Linked DNA regions of Mus musculus: region 1 is linked to region 2. Evidence: chromatin contacts called from public HiChIP or PLAC-seq data. All regions are on one chromosome and are shown on one strand. The core of a region is the stretch at or near the end of the contact, and the rest is flanking DNA. Distances in the headings are between cores, read along the strand shown. Region 1 overlaps Cdc42bpb (CDC42 binding protein kinase beta). Region 2 overlaps Cdc42bpb (CDC42 binding protein kinase beta).

The links. HiChIP or PLAC-seq counts read pairs in DNA pulled down with a chosen protein or histone mark.
Region 1: an H3K27ac HiChIP or PLAC-seq map of embryonic fibroblasts shows a contact between it and region 2, with 3 times the contacts expected there. The contact joins two enhancer-like sites. A contact is called at or near these places in 7 of 484 Hi-C or Micro-C datasets (the HL-1 cell line, conventional dendritic cells, embryonic stem cells and 2 more), 4 of 115 datasets of contacts at active chromatin or transcription factors (embryonic fibroblasts, embryonic stem cells and intestinal villus epithelium) and 4 of 9 other capture datasets (adipose tissue, embryonic stem cells, liver and 1 more).

Annotation. Positions count from the first base shown.
Region 1 is chr12:111,351,390-111,355,605 of GRCm38.p6, forward strand. All of the region lies in intron 1 of Cdc42bpb (CDC42 binding protein kinase beta), which reads right to left. Among named protein-coding and RNA genes, the nearest start is that of Cdc42bpb, 24 kb to the right of the region's middle. Within about 2 kb of position 2,217, at least 158 of the 459 cell types and tissues checked have an H3K27ac peak or open chromatin away from gene starts, as enhancers often do. A contact at or near this core is called in embryonic fibroblasts, where this site is marked.
Region 2 is chr12:111,301,281-111,305,924 of GRCm38.p6, forward strand. Cdc42bpb (CDC42 binding protein kinase beta) reads right to left here. Exons shown (of 37, transcript NM_183016.2): 25 at 4,386-4,522; 26 at 3,692-3,831; 27 at 2,550-2,631; 28 at 734-950; 29 at 530-592. Among named protein-coding and RNA genes, the nearest start is that of A230087F16Rik, 19 kb to the left of the region's middle. Within about 2 kb of position 1,956, at least 25 of the 459 cell types and tissues checked have an H3K27ac peak or open chromatin away from gene starts, as enhancers often do. A contact at or near this core is called in embryonic fibroblasts, where this site is marked.

The sequences.
Region 1 (4,216 bases), core at 967-3,466, 50 kb after region 2:
GGAACTCTTCTACACTCCATCAGTATCTAGACACTCCGTGCTACTGGGTCAACAAACACCCACAGGAAGTGCTACGGACCAGGTGGGCACTCACACCATTAACCTGGAGTAGCACCAATGACGGCTCTGCCAGTTCCCGCACTCTCAGTCTTCAACTCTGGGGGTCCTGGAACACTACCAAACACTAAGTCCTCCCTTCACAAAGAGGACGTGAAGCCTAAGTCTACCTCCTATGGGTTACCCACTTTCTGCCCAGCACAGCCACAAACCTGTGAGGACTGACTGTCACCATGACATCAAAGAGATTTAACTTCTCCAGTCACCATGACAAGCCATCAAAAAGAGATTTACCTTCTCCATAAGGAAGGCTCACACCACCATTCCCATTCCTCCAGACCCCACTGTACTTCTTTTTTTTTTTTAAAGATTTATTTATTTATTTATTTATTTATTTATTTATTATATGTAAGTACACTGTAGCTATCTTCAGGCGCACCAGAGGGCATCAGATCTCATTATGGGTGGTTGTGAGCCACCATGTGGTTGCTGGGATTTGAACTTAGAACCTTTGGAAGAGTAGTCGGGTGCTCTTACCCACTGAGCCATCTCACCAGCCCCCCCCCCCCCACTGTACTTCTTGCTCTGCACAGCTGGAGGTCAGACGCATTCAAGTGCTCCATGCAAGTGCTCCACACAAGTGCTCCATGCAAGAGCTCCACCTTCTCCTGTCACCCAAAGGCAATGGATCATCAATCAAGATAACTACTATGGCTAAGAAGATGGCTCAGCAGTAAGACAGGACTGCTTGCTGGGCCCCAGCTGAGGCAACAGAGACAAGCGGATTCCAGGAGCTCAACCACCAGACTGCCAACCAAGCCGAAGAGTCGGCAAGCTTCCAGTTAAATGAGGGACCCTGTCTCAGGGCAGAAAGGCAGAGGCAAAGAGCATGAAGACACCTGGTGTCCTCCTCCAGCCTACGAGTGTTCACACACGGGTATCCACACCCCCTCAAGAACATGCCACCACCACTCACACACACACACAAACACAGAGAGAAACTATTGAGAGAGATCCAAATTGTAAGAAAAACTGAAGCCCTGTGTTCCTTTAAAGGAAAACTCTGCCAGGAAGAACTAGTGGCAAAGAGCTCTCTGACTGAGAATCATGAAATGAGAAACTAATGCCTTATACCCCCCGCTCCTTTCCCAAGAGGAGAAGTAAGACTAGAACGTTGACCAGAGGGGCTAGCAGGGAAAGAGTCTGAGGAAGGAGGGCCGTGGCCAAGGCAGCTGCCGGCAGATGGCAGGCGTTTAGGCTTCCCTTTCCCACGCAGCAGCTCACAATGCCGGCCATCAGCTATCAACCCGGCCTCAGCCTCTGGACTCAAGCCTTCCTTTTTCCCCCCGAGGTGAGGTTTCTCTGTGTAGCCCTGGCTGTCTTGGAACTTGCTCTGTAGACCAGGCTGGCCTCCAACTTAAGAGATCCAACTGCCTCTGCCTCTAGAGTGCTGGTACTAAAGGCATGCGTCACCACACCCAGCTTAGGCCTAAGTCTTTTTGCAAGTCTCTCAACTCTTCGGTCTCTGTAGCTCTATGTCAGCAGCATCATGTGTGCAAATGAAGTGGTCTTCAGGATCTAGTGTAAATAGAGGGTAATCACAGAGAAACAGGGACCCTGAAGGCAACTGACGTAGCTGGGACATGGAACACACAAGACACAAGTCAACTCCACCTGAAGGAAGGCTCTGTGCTTCTCCTCACCCGTCAGGAGAACGCGTGGCTGCCTGACACACCGTGGCTCCTAGTGAGAGCACAAAGGTTAACACTCACGCTAAGGGTTCTGAAATATGTGCTCAAATTACAGAGCCACACTCACTTGTACAGGTAACTAGGTATTTGTGAAGTGACAGCGGTCTACGTCACAGGCAGGCAGTTGCAGACCCCCGTCATGAACCAGGACCTGGAGAAAAACGGACTCGACTCTTCCAACAAGTCCCAGTGGTGTCCCTAAGTGAGACTGACGGGGACCTGTGGACCCGAGGCACTCCCGGCGGGTCAGCAAACGATGCCTTTGAATTATGCTCAGCGCGCAGCTGCAGAGTGAGGAGGAAGCTTTTTAACAGTGAGTCAGAAGCCAAGCCAGCTACAAGCTTGGGCAGTGAAAGTCCACTGGGGTGGGAAGGCTGTGCTGAGTCAACACCAGCCTTCATTCCAGCAGTGTACCGTCACGCCGCCTATGCCCGGATGAAGCCGGTCACACCTACTTTCCAGGCCCACTTGGGGCTGCCCTGCTGCCCTTCACTCCCGACACGCCCTCTTTGTCAGGTGCCTTTCTCCATTCTTTTCAATGTGGTGGAAGCTGTTGTTACCATGGAAACAAGCCCGCAACCACCTCACTGTTGCACATCACGTCAGTGTCTGACCTCCTGCCTGAGGATGGTGCACGGCACTTGAATACTCCATGGGGCTGTGATCCCAGCCACATGCAGCGCTGTCCTGTGGGAGTCCTTCAGTGAAGAGAAGATCCTCTGCTGTCACGAGTAACCCTGCAATAGAGCCAGCTCCCCTGCTGCTGTGAACAAAAACATTCATTTTAAAAATTCCAGGGCTGGCACAGTCCAGAGCCTTGCCCAGCTGCACGCAGCCCTGGGTTCTGTCCCCAGTAGTGCCTCTCTCCCCAAATCATTAAAGTGAAAAGTGAGTGTACAGCAGGTGACGGAGTGAGAAATTATGGCCACTGCACTCTCTAGTTTCCAGGCCATCTCTTCCACAAGCTCTTGGATGTATCATATTTATGTACATCCTAGATTTAAGAGACAGGAAATCAGAATTAAAGAGTGAGGGCTGAGACAGGCGTGGAGGTACACACCTGTAAGCTTAAAACCTGGGAGCTGACGCAAGAGGACTGAGGCTTCAAAGCCAGTCTGGGCCACACAGTGAGTTCCAGGCCAGCCTAAACTCGGCCAAGGGACTGTCTCAAAAGGCAAACAAGTAGGTAAACAAGTAGCTAAAAGTGCTGCCAAACCTGACTGACTTCAGGTTCAATCCCTGAAACACACGGAAGGAAAAAAAAACCAACTCCCACAAGTTGTCCGCTGACCTCCACATGTGCCCTTCTTAAACACACATGCATGCATGCATGCACACATGGGGACACACACAGACAGACACACACAGAATGAATGCAAAAAAAAAAGCAACAAACCAAACCTCACCCCGGAAAGATAAGTGCCTGTTAGCAAGTGGCTGAAGAGGGTGGAGAATACTGGAATGCGGAGAGGTTAGCATGTTCTGGAAGTATCTGCTCTGTACGGACAGAGGTTGTCAAAGTGGGTTCCTCGGCAACCCCAGTCTGGTTTCTATTGCTGTGATAAACACCATGACCAAAACCACCCGAGAAGGTCACAGTCCATCACCAGGGGAAGTCAGAGCAGGAACCCAAGGCAGGAACCTGGAGGCAGGGACTGAAGCAGAGGCCATGGAGGGTGCTGCTTACTGACTTAGCTCCATGCCTCACTCGGCCTGCTTTCCTGTATAGCACAAGACCACCCGAGCAGGGTCGGCCCTATCCGGAGTGGGCTGAACCATCCCATATCAATCACTAATCAAGAAGTTGCACCCCACCGGGTGGTGGTGGCACATGCCTTTAATCCCAGCACTTGGGAGGCAGAAGCAGGTGGATTTCTAAATTCAAGGCCAGCCTGGTCTACAAAGTGAGTTCCAGGACAGCCAGAGATACACAGAGAAATCCTGTCTCAAACAAACAAACAATAAAGAAATTGCACCCCACGGCCTCGCCTACAGGCTAAGCTGATGCTGACATTTTCTCAACTGAGGTTGCTTCTTCCTAGATGACTTCAGTTGTGTCAAGCTGACAAAGCTCTCACGCCTGCGGCATCTGCTGGAGAAGGTAGGCAGACTTAGTAACAGAGACTGTCTACTGGGAGCAACTGAGCTTAGAAGTTAGGATGCTCTACCCTGAACGATCTCTCTTCTCAGGGGGTCCACACCTGAAGTCATCTCTGCCAGCCAACCAAAAGACAAGCTGAAAGGGGCCCAGAGGCACATGGGTCCCCTGAACACAAACTGATGGCTTTCTCAGTGTTGGCAAGATGGTTCGGTGGGTAAATGTGCCTGCTGCCAAGGCTGACTAATGACCTAAGTCTAACCCTTGGAACACACGTGGTGGAAGGAGAGAATGAAATCACACAAGTGTC
Region 2 (4,644 bases), core at 706-3,205:
ATTGGGCAATGGATGGAGAAAGGCAGGACTTGAGGATAGACAGAGTGAGGGAGTTTCAGGTAGAGAGAGGAAGAAATGACACGGAGGTGGAGGGGGGCACCATGAAAGGAGATAGATCATGAGCACGTGGACAGGAGGAACAAGGGACATTACGGCTGAGAAATAGAATAGTTCCAGGCCCACCCAAACTTGGCTTATGGCTTACAAATAAAATACCTGGATTGTGTGTCTTTAAAAAAAAAAAAAATTAGCTGGGTGTGGTGGGCCACGCCTTTAATCCCAGCACTCGAAGGCAGAGGCGGAGTTTGAGGCTAGCACGGTCTCCAGACTCCTGATGCCCAGGCACTTGAATGCGCTGCGTGCCTGCCACGCCAACCGAGAACTTTCTCTACTTCTTGCCTAGGACTTTCATAACGTCCCCTGACTATGTACCAGGATGTTCCTTCTCCACAGCCCTGAAGGAGGACACACTCTATGCCGCACTCGCATGAACCCACTGAACCCTCTGAGGCAGCCAGGCAGGACTCACCGTCTCGGGTGAGCTCAATGACGTAGAGCCCTTCTTCCAGGCCGACCGCAATCCTGTCTCCATCTGGGGAAACAACGTGTGGGTCCCGTGAGCCAGGGCCTGCTTCTTCACACAGGAGAAGCTGTCTACACGCTCAGGAGGACGGGACCACACGGGCATGCGTGGAACCCGAACCCCCACCCAGCTCAGGACCCGTAGACATACCCACGATAGCAGCAGCCAGGACGGCCTTGATGAGCGGCAGCGAGCTGTCGTAGGCCTCCTGTGCGACGTGCACTACCTGGCTCTTCAGCCGGTTCTTATGCAAGATGGCCTGCAGCCCTTCAAGGATCCCTACCCACTTCCTCTTTTCATTCTCGTTCTCCGTCAGGATGAGCAGTGAGCTGGTCTTAGAAGGCGAACCTAAGAGAGAGGCCGTCACCTTCATGAGAAAAACAAAACAGACAAAATCATGAGCTGCCAGCCAGGTCAGAGCAGGGACTGCGCTGGAACCGCCTAGAACCGCCTAGCTCCAGAGGTCACAAACAAGGTAAGTCTAGAGACTCACGTCAATGTCCCTGAGTTGTCCCAGAGACCACCCATCTCTTTAACTGGCCAGGCTGCTGGCAGGGCAGCTGACAGGAAGGGACAGGCCTGCAAACATAGACATCCCGGCCCTTCCTGGCCAGATTTCAATTAATTCTGCTCTTGTCAACACTATTGTATAAATGCTTTAAAAACTTTTAAAAATTGCTTTCTTGGCTGGGTGTGGTGGCACACAACTTTGATCCCAGCACTCAGGAGGCAGAGGCAGGCAGATCTCTGTGAGTTCAAAGCCAGGCTGGTCTGGGCAAGCTTGTTACACAGAGAAACCCCCGACTTAGAAAACAAAAACAAACAAAAAATTGCTTTCTTGCCCTGCCTGGTGGCACATGCTTTTGACCCCAGCACTCAGGAGCCAGAGGTGGCAGGATCTGTGGAAGTTCCACAACAGCTCCAATAGAGACCCTCTCTCAATTTTTTTTTTTTTTTTGCTTTTGTTAATAGCTTTATTCTGATTATGATGTGGACTCTTGGGATGGAGATGGCTTGGTGGTTAAGAGCACTGACTGCTCTTCCAGAGGTCCTGAGTTCAAATCCCAACAACCACATGGTGGCTCACAAACATCTGTAACAAGACCTGATTCCCTCTTCTGGTGTCTGAAGACAGCTACAGTGTACTCACATATAATAAATAAAAAAAGATGAGGACTCTCAGGGCATGCCAAGGCAGAAGGGGTCCAGTAAGTGTTCACTAGGACCATTCATTAGGAGCCCGGGAGACCCCTCAGCTATAGGATGAATGTCATTTTGAGCACAGATTTTCTGGATTATATACAAAGGCTGTTTCTGAGTCACACTGTGATTCAGTGCAAACAATGCTCAGACGCAGCTCTGTGGCTGGGAAAAATGTCTGCTCTGAAGCAGTGTGTGTCTCTCTGACCATGTCTTCCAGAAACTTCGCCCGGAGAGCAGAGGACAGCAACCCAGTCAGAGAAGAGGGACAAAGCAAATGTAATCAATTTAAAAGAGTCTGGGTGACAGGGAGGGAACCTAAAGCAACACGCGCCCCACAGGCCCACCACGGAATGTCCCTTCAGTGAAGACACAGTGGCTGGGGTGGGAGGGCGACCAGGTGAAGAGAGGGGCACCATGGGAAGCTGGCTGTGTGGGGAGAGCGTGCTGCTCAGTGAGGGGCAGCCAGGCAGGGGGCACCTGGGGCACGGTGGGAACATAAAGCAGGCGAGGGTCCATTGGGAAATTCAGGGTAGCAAAATGCTCAGAAAATTGCTTTTTTTGGGTGGGTGGCCAGGGTCTCCCTATGTAGCTCTGGATGTCCTGGAACTCAGAGAGACCTGCTGCCCCTGGCTCCCACACACTGGGACTGAAGGTGTGGACCACTGTGCCCATGGTTTTTGTTTTTAAGAATTACTGTCTCTTAAGAGTGTGATTTACTTTTAAAATGATTAACAGACAGAAATAAAATCAGAGAGACTCATACCCTGAATATGCACGGAATGTCTCGGCGTGTAGCATGGATAACATCTGAGGCCAGGACTGAACTCACAGCAAACTCCTCATCTCTGGCAAGAAAGGGACACACCACATGGCTCAGAAAGCACCACAGACATGCCACCACATTTGCACAACTCGTCTCATGGGGGGAATGCTGAGGACTGAGCCCCCTGCCTGACTCACACGGTCCGCTGTCCCCCAGTTCCACACCAGTTATTTTTGATGTGTCCTGGTACAATCAGGCAGTGGCTCATTAACTACTCATAAACAAGAAGCAGAAGGTGTGGAGTTCAGGATGGGGAGGCGGGACAAGCTGTTCTCCACTCTCAATGGGGCCCAGACATTTGGGCTCAGACGGGGACATAGCTGCTGTGGTGTTGGAATCAGAATGGCCCCATAGGCCATGTATTTGAATGCTTAGTCACTAAGGAGTGAACCTGTTTAAAAGAATTAGAAAGATGTAGCCTTGCTGCAGGAAGTGTGTCACTGGGGGTGGGCTTTGAGGCTGTAAAGCCCAGAGCAGGCTCCGACCAATCACTGCTTCAGGACCAGGATGTAGGATGTAGCTCTCGGCTTACTGTTCCTGCACCATGCATGTCCTCCTGCTAGTCATGATGACAATGGACTAAACATCCGAAACTGTAAGCAAGGATACTGAATGCTTTCCTTTCTAAGACTTGCTCCTGGTCATGGTGTCTCTTCAGAGCAACAGAACAGCGATCATACATAGCAAGGGGCCTCAGGTACCATTTGGGATGGGGACATGGAATGTATGGAACACTGCCACTGCTGGGTGACTCTGACTTCTCTTGCAGCTCTCTGAAGGAACCAGCCAAAGACCACCAACCAAGACCTAAGCCTGTATAGTTGGCTAGTCTAGGCCAACTACCGATGGTTACAATGCCAGCCTTTCTGACTTGGCAAAAGGTGAGAATAATAGCACAGGCCCTTCGCATATGTGTCACTGAGTGTGTCCGTGGTAGCTGGTTAATTCTCATGACAGCTCCTCCTACCCCTGTTAACCATTCTTCAAGGAAACATGGAGAGAAATGAGCAGGAAACACAGGCCCTGCCACGGTGGGTGGTGAGCATTTGGTACCAGGCAGTGCTTTGTTACATGAACCACACCTGAGGTCCAAGACTTGACTGGCAACGACACCGGGCTGGGTCGACTTCCCTTCTGGCAGGTCGTACAGGAAGAGTTTGCAGTCACAGACCACGGCGTAAGCCCTCTGCCATCCTTTCTTCACGCCTGTGGGCTTTGGGACCTACAGACCAACAGTGAGCACGTTCATCCTGGGCCACAGAGCTGGGCAGCGCAGGCGGAGACGGCCAGACCCTTAACGTTTCTCTCAGTCTGTGTCCACCTGATTCTATCTGACTGTCCTGGGTCCCCAGGGACTGCGCTCCCATCAACCCTCTTCCCAGAGTGGTAGAAAAGCCCTTGTCCTGGCTTGGGAGGCTCGGGCCTGAATGGGAGGAGCTTGTTAACAGGAAGGCAACCCAAGGCAACAAGGATTGCACCGCATCCCGGGGCTGCGACTGGATGGGGCATGGGTGAGCCTGAGAGCCCGTGGTTTGCAAGCAACACTTGGCTTTGGAACCCTGATTTGGCCAGAAGCCCAGTGGGAGCTGTAGGTGGACTCTCCATGTCCAAAGGGTCTCTCGGGTTCTTAGCCATTTACAGCAGCAGCTGTGCCTGAGACCCTCGCCCCGTGACAGGCAGCAAAGGGACTGCTCCTCACCACAAGACAGACGCTCAGAGCTGACCTGATGAAAGGTGAGCCACGGGGGCCATGAGCCAGAAGTGGGCTCCTCCTACCTTGACGTAGCCCTTGTAGGCCGTGCCTATGCCCCTCTGCACGTCTACGCCAAGAGGCCTCTTGGACTGCTCAGGAGGTATGGGGCACACCTGGGGAGCGCTGTCTTTGCAGGACACATGGCAGGAAAATGCACAGACTGAAAAAGAGGACAGCCCCACCTTACAGCATGCTCAAGACCCGTAGCCAAACCCCCGCATAGGGCAGAGCACAAGAGGGTGTTTTGTTATTTTAAAATAATGACTGCCAGCAAAAGACGTG